2 separate regions of the Sus scrofa genome follow, and region 2 is linked to region 1. The links are chromatin contacts, called in public Hi-C maps. All regions are on one chromosome and are shown on one strand. The core of a region is the stretch at or near the end of the contact, and the rest is flanking DNA. Distances in the headings are between cores, read along the strand shown. Region 1 overlaps MARCH3 (membrane associated ring-CH-type finger 3). Region 2 holds the start of LOC102161210.

Evidence for each region. Hi-C and Micro-C count contacts between places; a contact is called where the count stands out from the background.
Region 2: a contact with region 1 is called in a Hi-C map of liver, with 4 times the contacts expected there. The contact joins the promoter of LOC102161210 here to the enhancer-like site in region 1. A contact is called at or near these places in 1 of 5 promoter capture datasets (fetal liver) and 5 of 47 Hi-C or Micro-C datasets (fetal heart ventricle, fetal liver, heart right ventricle and 1 more).

The regions. Positions count from the first base shown.
Region 1 is chr2:129,981,488-129,986,461 of Sscrofa11.1, reverse strand. All of the region lies in intron 1 of MARCH3 (membrane associated ring-CH-type finger 3), which reads left to right. Among named protein-coding and RNA genes, the nearest start is that of MARCH3, 42 kb to the left of the region's middle. Within about 2 kb of position 2,146, at least 14 of the 83 cell types and tissues checked have an H3K27ac peak or open chromatin away from gene starts, as enhancers often do. A contact at or near this core is called in liver, where this site is marked.
Region 2 is chr2:130,023,150-130,028,123 of Sscrofa11.1, reverse strand. It overlaps LOC102161210, which reads right to left and starts at 2,203. Exons shown (of 6, transcript XM_021085157.1): 1 at 1,904-2,203; 2 at 1,689-1,843; 3 at 1,201-1,528. The coding sequence starts at 2,203. MARCH3 (membrane associated ring-CH-type finger 3) reads left to right here and starts at 1,744. Exons shown (of 5, transcript NM_001244831.1): 1 at 1,744-1,961.

The sequences.
Region 1 (4,974 bases), core at 897-3,396:
TTATTTTCACGTCTATAATTCAAAGAATGCTTTGTTCAAAGTAGACACACAAAAAAATTAAATACGCTTAAGTTTTCAAAAAATTCTTCAGCTTTGTATAATAATGTTATTTCATTTGGTACTTTAAAGATTTCAAATGCTTTAATTCTTCTTCTTTTTTTTTTTTAATCTTTTTTTAGGGCCCCAAGCTAAGGGTCCAACTGGAGCTGGAGCTGCTGGTTCACACCACAGCCACAGCAATACAGGATCTGAGCCACATCTGTGACACACCACAGCTCACGGCAACGCCGGATCCTTAACCCACTGAGTGAGGCCGGGGATCGAACCTGTATCCTCATGGATGCTGGTCAGATTTGTTTCCACTGAGCCACAAGGAGAACTCCCACAAATGCTTTAATTTCTGATATTTCACTCACTGCTCACAAATGATGCTGCTTGTAGGGTAGGGAGGTTGCAGGCATTTTTAGTCTTATTTGCAAGTAGGGCACTTGGGCTCTGTCTAAAGTGGTAAATAATTAGCCGAGGTCATGTACCTTACAGTTTAGTTTCTGAGTCTACTTGATTCAGGTCTTCTGACTCCTAATTCTGTGCACTTTCTTATGTATATTTAGAGTATGCTCTACATATCCTTGGGGAACGTTAGACAGTGAGCATATTTCTATAAATCTTTGTACCATTAGATATGCTTGCAATGGACTTACACTCGGGGCATGTTCTGTGAATGAGCTAAACAATCTCTTTCTTTTGTAAAAAGATAAGTTTTCTCAGTCAGTCCACCTCACTGGTCCTCACGTGTTCTGTACCCACAGACCAAAGAGAGTCATGCTCCCAAGGTCAGGCTTTCTCCTGACAAAGGCATGTTTAAGAGTCAAAAACCACTGTGTATTTTCAGGAGTTCCCATCGTGGCTCAGTGGAAATGAATCTGACTAGCATCCATGAGGACGCAGGTTCAAGCCCTGGCCTTGCTCAGTGGGTTGAGGATCTGTTGGCTATGGCTATGGCTATGGCTGTGGTAGGCCAGCAGCCGCAGCTCCAATTTGACCCCTAATCTGGGAACTTCCATATGCTGCGAGTGTGGCCCTAAAAAGACAAAACAAAACAAAAACAAACAAAAAACAAAAAAAAAAACCAGTGTGTATTTTCAGAACCAGAGCCTCCCCTCCAAAACCAAAAATTTATCCATACAAAAAGAAAATGCTCTGGTATTAACACAAAAACATCCAGTTACACCTATCACATAATTTACTAAGAGCAAAAAGAGCTACAACCCCTTTCCTCCCAAACCTTCCAAGACGCAGCTTTTCAAAAATAAAGTTCTGGTTTATTCAAATAACTAGATTAAAAGTAACAATGCCTTGTTTAAAAAATGCATCATTTCAAGTATAGGCTTGCTGTCGCAAGTAAGTATTTTCTTTCTTCTCTTTTCTTTTTTTTTAGACATAACCATGTGTTGCAATTTAGTGTAAAACAAATATGACAAAAGCCAAGAGTGGCTCCAGAAAGCAAAGACCCATCATCCAGGGTCATTGACATTGTTCTGAATTAACTTGCTCCTGCCACCGCAAAACTTTCTCCCATTCCCCTGGGGGTGAAGAGGGGAGCCGTTTTCTTGCCAAACACTCCCTACACCTTTGGTTTCCCAATTTTTCTTCAGGGCTGCCTCTGAGACCTCCCTCCCACCCTCCCAGCGCCCCCCTCTCCACCGGACTCACCTACATATTGTCCGGGTGCCTCACTAGCCTTTATTGTAAATTATGGATTATTCAGGTCAGTTTCAGGCCAGGTCTCATATTGTTCCACTTAGTTTGCCAGAGGTTTAACGGATTAAACAATCCTGCAAGTATTTCCTGTTATCACTCCTCTTCTTTCAGTGCTTAGGAGCATCCTTTGGGCCTGGGGCTCATAACCTTGGGTCTGTGACTTAGTCTGCAAGGACCTATGAATCCCCAGAAGTGAAGGGGGAATAATATGAGCATAAGTGCACTTTCCTGAGTAGCAATTCTAAAGTTTTCCTCAGATTTTAAAAGGGACCTATGACCCAAGAATATTTAAGAAGCACAACTGGCTCTGAGAGACTCCAGCTCCTTCTGTTTTTACTTGAGGCCTGGGCTGGGCTCTGGCCTTGATCCCGCAGGCCCTGGAGCAGCCGCCTGTTTCCCATCTGGTTCCCTGGTCTTCTGGGCTTTGCCTCCTGCACTTTTTCTCCAGTGTGCTGCCCCTTGGCTGGACCTAACCTCTGCTTGGCTTTTCTAACTCCTTTGCACATCCCCCGTCCTGGCGTAGAAGGTATTTCTATCCTGCTTATTTCCCGAACACCTTGACTCCAGTTTGGATTATCCCAGAGTTTCTTTTCTGAATAAAGAGAATCACTAAGAGTTTTCCTCAACCCTCTTCCCCCTCCTCAGTTCACCTGGCCCATCCCAGACCCACTGCCCTCTTTAAGGGTTGACACATTCCCTTCTCAGGAAATCACATTTAAAGGCCTAACAGCATCCCAGTTCCCTGAGAAATCCTGGCTTTGCCTTCCCTCTCATCCCCCTAAAATTACAAGATCCCACACTCACAGTGTATAATATCCCCTCACCCCCAGGCCCCTCTAGGGTCAGCTGCAGTTTACAAGCAGGCTTTACCTGGCTTCAGCCTCACATTAATAAGTCTCTCTCTCTCTCTCAGTCTTATGGTAGCAGTTTCCACATTTTCTGGTTAATTTTTTGATGTTCAGAATTGAAAAAAAAAAAAATAGCCACCACTGATAAAATATGAAAAACAGGAAGGAAGCTGGCCAGAGATAAAAGACAAGAAAAAGATAAAGGAACATAGGCTTCCAGTGCTTTCCTTGGGTTGGGAGTCTTTGCTTTGGTGTGGGCCTCTTTTAAGAGACCCCTTAGCATCCTGTGCTCCTTCTGATTGGCTGCCCCATGAAGGGTTTGGGATGGGGTGAGGGCACAGATGGAAAGGAAGCTGAGGGATCTGGCTTCTCGGCCACAGGAGCCTTGGTAGACTGACCGCAGCATCATAAGTCACATTGGCAGCGAGGGAGGATTTGGGGCCCAGAGTAAACTGTTCAAGTCCAAAGTTAGCTCCCTGCGGGGTCTGCATTCTGAGTCTGCCGCCACTTCCGATCGCCTTTGCCGACAGCCAAATGGGAGAATCCAAGCCCTGCCCTATTTAGATCCCTGCCCTCTCTCAGTCGGAGTTCCGAGCTGCCCCTTTGCTGCTTGTGATACTCGATCCTGAGCCAAGGAAGTGACCGGCCTGTGGCCTCAGAGACTCACAGGAAAGCCTGGTCGTGGGCAGAGGGCTAGTTCCTGTCCCCAGAGAGGGACGGGGGCAGCACAGCCCTGCCAGATCACTTGCTCTCCCTTCCCTGCCACCCTGAGGCCAGCTTTTCAGAAGGGATCCCCTGTCCCTTCACGGCTGAAAAATAAGCAGATCTCATGGGAAGCCAGAGTCACCTCCCCTTTGGGGCAAGCAGGAGTCACTGGGCGGTATAGGTGTCATCCAGCTATGCGGTTCCTCCACATGTCTCTTAATCCAGTGCCCGTCTTGCAGAGGGAAGATAATGAAGGTGTGCGCAGCCAACGCCACAAGAAGGCTTTGTCACTGCTAAGAGTTGTTAAGGAGAACTTGCCAAGTACTTTAGAGCCCATTCCTACCAGGTATCTCAGTGTCATCTATATAAAAAGCCTATGGACTCACAGACATTGAAAAACTTATGGTCTCCGGAGGAGACAGTTTGAGGGACGGGGGGGTGTGCTTGGGTTGTGGGATGGAAATCCTGTGAAACTGGATTGTTGTGATCATTATACAACTACAGAGGTGATCAAAAATTCATTTGAGTAATAAAAAATAAATTTAAAATGATAATAATAATAATAATAAAGAGCCTGTGGGAGGAGAAAACATGATGATTTAGTGTTCAGTTGGCTGTGTGACTAGGGTGGCAAGAACACCCTGAACCATGTGGGTACCGTCCAAGTTTCCTCCTGTCACGGAGCAGGTTGTGTTCTCCTGCCTTCTAAGCCACTGTCCCTCCACACACCGCGCTGGCTGCATGCCCCCACTCCTTCCTGACATGTGAGAAACAAGCAGCACAAAATGTGGGGACCCAGTTGTGTACCTGTATCAGGATGCGTGCAGGGGACATGGTGCCCTCAACCTGCTGAGTCACCAAAGGAGTCACCCTGATTGTGGGGCCTTGAGGGAAAACAAACAAAATGACCCTTGGATGCCACTCAGCCATATGAGCCGTGTGACAAGGACAATGCAGAACCAAGGCATACATAACACCGACCCTGCCCCCGACTCCTGAGCACCTCCTGTGTGCCAGGCACTTTGTGCTTCATCTGATTTCATTCATATTCAGAACAGTTCCATGAAGCAGGTATATCCAGCCCATGTTAAGGTGATAAAATCAAGAGTAGAGAGTTGCCCATCCCCAAGTAGCTCAGCTAGCCTGTAGTAGACCAAGGCCAAGGTCTTCTGACATGCGAGCCCTTGCTGGTCCTACTAGCGCCACGCTGTCATGACAGTCTGCAGGGGAGAGTCATCTCGGCAATTTGAAAATGAGTAACCTCTCCAGGTAGGACCCAGGCTGCCGAGGGAAGCGCTGCCAAGCCCTCCGCCTCCTCTCCAGCTCTGTGAGGACAGCCTGCCTCACTGTCATCCCTGGCCCAGCACAGTCCAAGCAAAACGACCAGCTCCTCTGCTCTTCTTTCCCCATCTCTTCCCTCAAGACAAAGCCATTCAGACCATCATTTAAAAGCCCACAAACCAAAAATGCTGGAGAGAGGGTGTGGAGCAAAGGGAACCCTTCTTCAGTGTTGGTGGGAATGTAAATTGACGCAGCCACTATGGAGAACAGTTATGGAAGTTCCTCAAAAAAGTAAAAATAGAGTTGCCGTATCATCCAGCAATCCCAGTCCTGGGCATCTATCCAGACAAAACTATAATTCAAAAAGAAACATGCACTT
Region 2 (4,974 bases), core at 954-3,453, 42 kb before region 1:
GTTACCAATACTGAGTCTAAAACCTTTAGAGCTTCTGGGATTTGAAGGAAACTATGGTCAGTGATGGAGGTAAGTGTGAGGGCACCAGGGAGATTGACGTGTCTCCTGCCTTGCACACCTTCATCTTACTAACGTGGGTACATGGGTTGGGTGTCTACCTATGGCAGGTGCAGTTCCAGGCACACAGGGGCCGCTCTCACACACAGTTTACAGTCCAGAGCTTGCTAACATTCTAGGCCTCCACCTGGAAAGTAACACACCCCACTCTGCTTTTTGACTCTTTTTTGGTTTTTTGTCTTTTTGTTTTTTGTCATTTCTAGGGCCACTCCCACCGCATATGGAAGTTCCCAGGCTAGGGGTCTAATCGGAGCTGTAGCCACCAGCCTAAGCCAGAGCCACAGCTACACAGGATCAGAGCCGGGTCTGCGACCATCTACCACAGTTCACGGCAACGCCGGATCCTTAACCCACTGAGCAAGGCCAGGGATCGAACCCACAACCTAACGGTTCCTAGTCGGATTCGTTAACCACTGAGCCGCGACGGGAACTCCTGCTTTTTGACTCTTGACAATCCACAGTTCCGTATGCCTGTGTGCTGCAACCAAGGTAAAGGCTTATAACCCAGCCAAAGAGTTAATCCACCGACAAAAGGAGCAGCAGTGACCTGGCCGGCCATTAAGGGCAAAGCTCACAAAGCCTTCCTACGGGGCACTCAACCACGACTGACTCTGGGAGCTCAGGCTGCCCCCAGGCCCGCCACGACCAGGCTGGGGCCACTCTGAGCTAGGACTGGGAACTGACAAAGGGGAGGGAGCGAGAGAGTGCCGACTGCGGCGTTCCTTCCCGCGAAGACAGACGGTACTGGTCCCTCTGGCGGACCCCAGGGACAGCGGCGGGGAGAGCCACCGCTGCGGGAGCCAGCCCGCCGGTTCTCGTGGCCGAGCCACCTTTTCACTCTCGGGCTCTGCACAAGTGCTGGGGCGCCTTGGGTCGGGAAGGGAGCCGAGGCCCCTGGTCAGGTCCCCGCTGCCGGTGGTGTGAAGGGCAGTGATGAGAGGGCGTGTCGTCAACTTTCTGGGGGGCTGGCAGAGTTGGAGTTGTGTTTCGGAGGTAACCATCAGAACGCAATCAGAACCTTTCTGGGAGCCCAGAGCTCCCAGCTTCAGGCCCGGGCCTCCAGTCCTCTGGCCCGGGACTCACCCTCTTTGGCACCTGGTTTCCTCCGACCGCTGGACCTCCTTTGGGGCCGCCAAGTTCCGCACCTCCTGCAGGCGCCAGGGGTGGGCGGTGTCGGCCCAGTCTCGGTCCGCGTGGGGCTTGGGCTTCTCGCTCCACCGGGAGCCGACACGCGGAGACTCCGGCTGGCCCCTGGCCTCTCTCAGCCAGGGGTCTTCCGGGGCCGCCTCTTCGCTTCCAAGGCGTCGGGGGCCGGCCACAGCCGCCCCTACAGCACCAGCCTTGCGGCCCCAGCTCCTCACCCCAGCCAACTTCCCCGCCGCCGGCGCGTCTCTCCGCCAGCCTTCCGCTGCTGGCGATTGGACCGCGGCGGCGGGGCGGAGAAGGGCGCTCCTCACAGCCCGCGACACCCGCGGGCTCTGGCGCGCCACGATTGGCTGTGGACTCCGCCAGTCACGGGTTGAAGGGCGCCCCGCCCCGCGGGGCCGGCCCCGGGCTGACTCCGCCCTTACTGCTGCCCGGCCCCGCCTCCCTCGGAGCCCTGTCGCCTCAGCCCCGCTGTCCGGCTCATTCGCTGAGCGGGTCGGTGAATTGTCAGCGCGCTCCGGGCAGCTGCTGAGCCTGAGCCGGGGCTGCCGCCGAGCTTGACGTGCTCCCTCCGAGGTGCCTGCCCGAGCCAATGTGCTCCGGTTGGCTAGGGCGAGAGGTGTCGCCGGTTCGGGGCAACTTGAAATTCAGGATCCACAGCAGGGGCGTCGGTTTGCGATCGGGACTCGGCGATGAGGGTGAGTGGCCGCGCGCGAGGCGAGCGGCTCCTCTCGGCGCTGTTAGGCGAGCGGGGAGACTGGACGGGTCCTGCCGCGTGTCGATCTGTCCGTCGGAGCGTGGCGGCTGTGAAGAGGTCAGGGCTGCCGGGATTCACTCCTTGCGAGAATCCCCACACCCGAACATCTTGTTTCAGAGCGTCCCAACTCGGCCCGGGACGCGGCTGAGTGTTCGCAAGAACTTGGCGTGTTGTAATTGCCATCATTAGGTGGGGCCTGGGGACTCTTCCCCTGGCCCTCTGCGACGGCGACACGCGCGCTAGGGGCGGCCTTCGTGCCCAGCGGTGTGCGGATAGCAGTTCCTAGATGGCTTGAGGACAGGTTCCTGAAAAATCAACACGCGCAGGAGCCGGTGCGGCGAGATAACCGTGTCTGTTGTCTGATGCGTAGCCTGAGCCAGCGATCATAGGGGTCCGGGTGGGTCTTTAGGGGTGAGAGAACTTTAGTGACCAGCTAGATTCTGTACCAGGAGCTTCAGTGCTTTGCAATTATTGAAAGGAATTGACAGCACGGATATTAAACTTTGTAAAGTAATTGCTTTCTATTAGCACTTGAATCCGCATCCATTATGAGGTGCTCGGACCTCCACGTCCACCTGCAAGGTGTGTCCTAAGTACTTCGTTAGCACCCGGGGTACTTGCTGTCTATCCCAATGCCCAGAGACCCTGGGGAATCCTAGATGAGACCGTGAAAGCCACCACCAGGCTGGTGGATTGGTGTTTGTTTGAGCGCCTGTGTTTTAAGTGATGAAGTTGTGACAGAAACTGACAACAGAGGATTCAAGGTTAAACCTGACACTTTTTGTTTGTGACTCAGTGGAAGATAGATTATTATTTTCTCTCTCTCTCTCTCTCTCTCTCTCTCTCTCTCTCTCTCTCGTTGATAAGGCATAAAAGTAGCTGTTTTGTCTGAGGGCAATTACATACATATAGTTTATGTTATGTGTGGACCAAATAGAATTGAATCCAATATTTTCTTGTAATACTTATTTGACATGAATAAGGGCTTATTGGGAGTACTAGGTAGAGACTTGATGACAGAATTGGGCAATATTTTGATCTTTGAAAATGTATAAAACACTGAGCTATATAGCTATCCATATATTCGTAGATGTGCCTACATATGTGTGTACTTCTGTGTGTATATAAAATTGATAAGCAAATCAAGGAGAAATATGGAGGAGGAAACAGCCTTGAACTTCCTCTGAGTAGAGAGATAGACCCTCTGATCCGTGGGGTGTATGATGAGTGTGTGTGTAAGCATGTCTGGATCTGCCTAGTCTGTCTGGGTCAGTGTATGTCCATGAACTTTACGAGCATTCGGTTCAATAGCATTGCTTGCAGATTCCCAGTCCCTGTTTTACAGCCTAGTAGCCACCAGCTGGTCCATCTGTTAAAACATAACATACACACTTCAGTGGGAGCACTAGGGTGGAACGTGGGTAGGGGGCAACCCGTAGTAGAAACACGCTACAAACAAAGCCTACCCCTCAAGTCCATTTTCATTCAGTCTGAATATGTGATTTTTGGTGAGGGAGAAAAGGAGTGTTTGACTCCACAGAAATGGCAAATTATATTTTGTGAAATAATTATAGGCATGGTTTGGGAAGAGGTGAGTAGATAGGAGGGAAAAAAATCTCTCTAGAAAAGAAATGTGGTGCTTGTCACATAACCATGCAACACTGGTTTACTGCTTTGCAGTAGCATGTATATCAAAAACTGTTTTCTTTTGCTTCTTAAAAGAATGCATTAAAACTGAACTGTTTCCCCCCCCAAAAATCTCAATAGAAGTAAACAGAGCTTTATTACAGAGGCTATTTAATCTACTAGCATTAAGACTGCCTTAGTAATTCTAATGAAACATGTTTTTAGGAATTTATAACTTAGATATAAATTCATATTCAGCCTAAGCACTAGCTGCAGTGGTTTACAATTTATAGTTTAAAAAACAATAAAAAGCCTTTATCACAAAACTTCTGATGACTAAAAGGGTATGGGAGAAATATAACAGCTTATTAAGTTCCTATAGGCAAGTGACTGATTCTTAAACTATAAATTCCTTTAATAGTATAATTATTTTGGTGACAAAATAAAGGCCATATTTTTAAGAAGCATAGTTGATATTTTTTCTAATAATTTTATGCTCATAATTACATTTTAATAATTATGTTTATTGTATGTGGGTACAATAAACTGGGATGGTTCTTAAGAACACATCATAAGAAATACTGTTTTCATTTTTATGCTACTTAAACATTTGGGAGAAAATATTCTAATCCCTTATCTGCATCTTTACATTTCTGATGAACTATGTAGACAAAATAATTCTCCTGCCTTGATACCACCTGTGTCAACTGGGTTGCTCCCTAAAAATTCAGTTCATGGGCTGGACTCATATCTCCAAAATTAGATTTGGGAGTCTTGAGGTAGGGCTTGGGAATCTGCATCTTTAACAAGCACCCAGGTGATTCTGATGTCAGCAATCCCCTCACCATAGTTTGAGAAACACACAAATAGCATTTATGATATAAAAGAACAATTATAGTCTGTGGGTTGATTCAACAAATAACTGTTCCAGAATTTCCAGGTGGCATTTACTAGCCTTGTGAAATTTATAGGTAATGTTTTAACTCTCTGTCCTCAACAATGGCACCTTTTGTCCTGTGTTCAGAAGTGGTTTTGGAATCCTGAGATATCCCTATTGCAGGTGAGCACCAATTCTAAAAAAAATTGTTGGGGGAAGCAAGGTAAATTAAGACCCCAACTCAGCCTTACCTATGCCTTATTCCAAATCCAGTGGATTCCTGGAGTGCTCTGGGGAGACTATGCCAGTCTTAACTCACATTGTCCGGCATTTCTCTCTGGAAGGTAGAAGAAGCCCAATCCCTGAGATACACTGTTTTGTTTTGGTTTTTTTGGCCCCGCTTCTGGCATGTGGAAGTTCCTGGGCCAGGTAATCGAACCCACACCAAAGC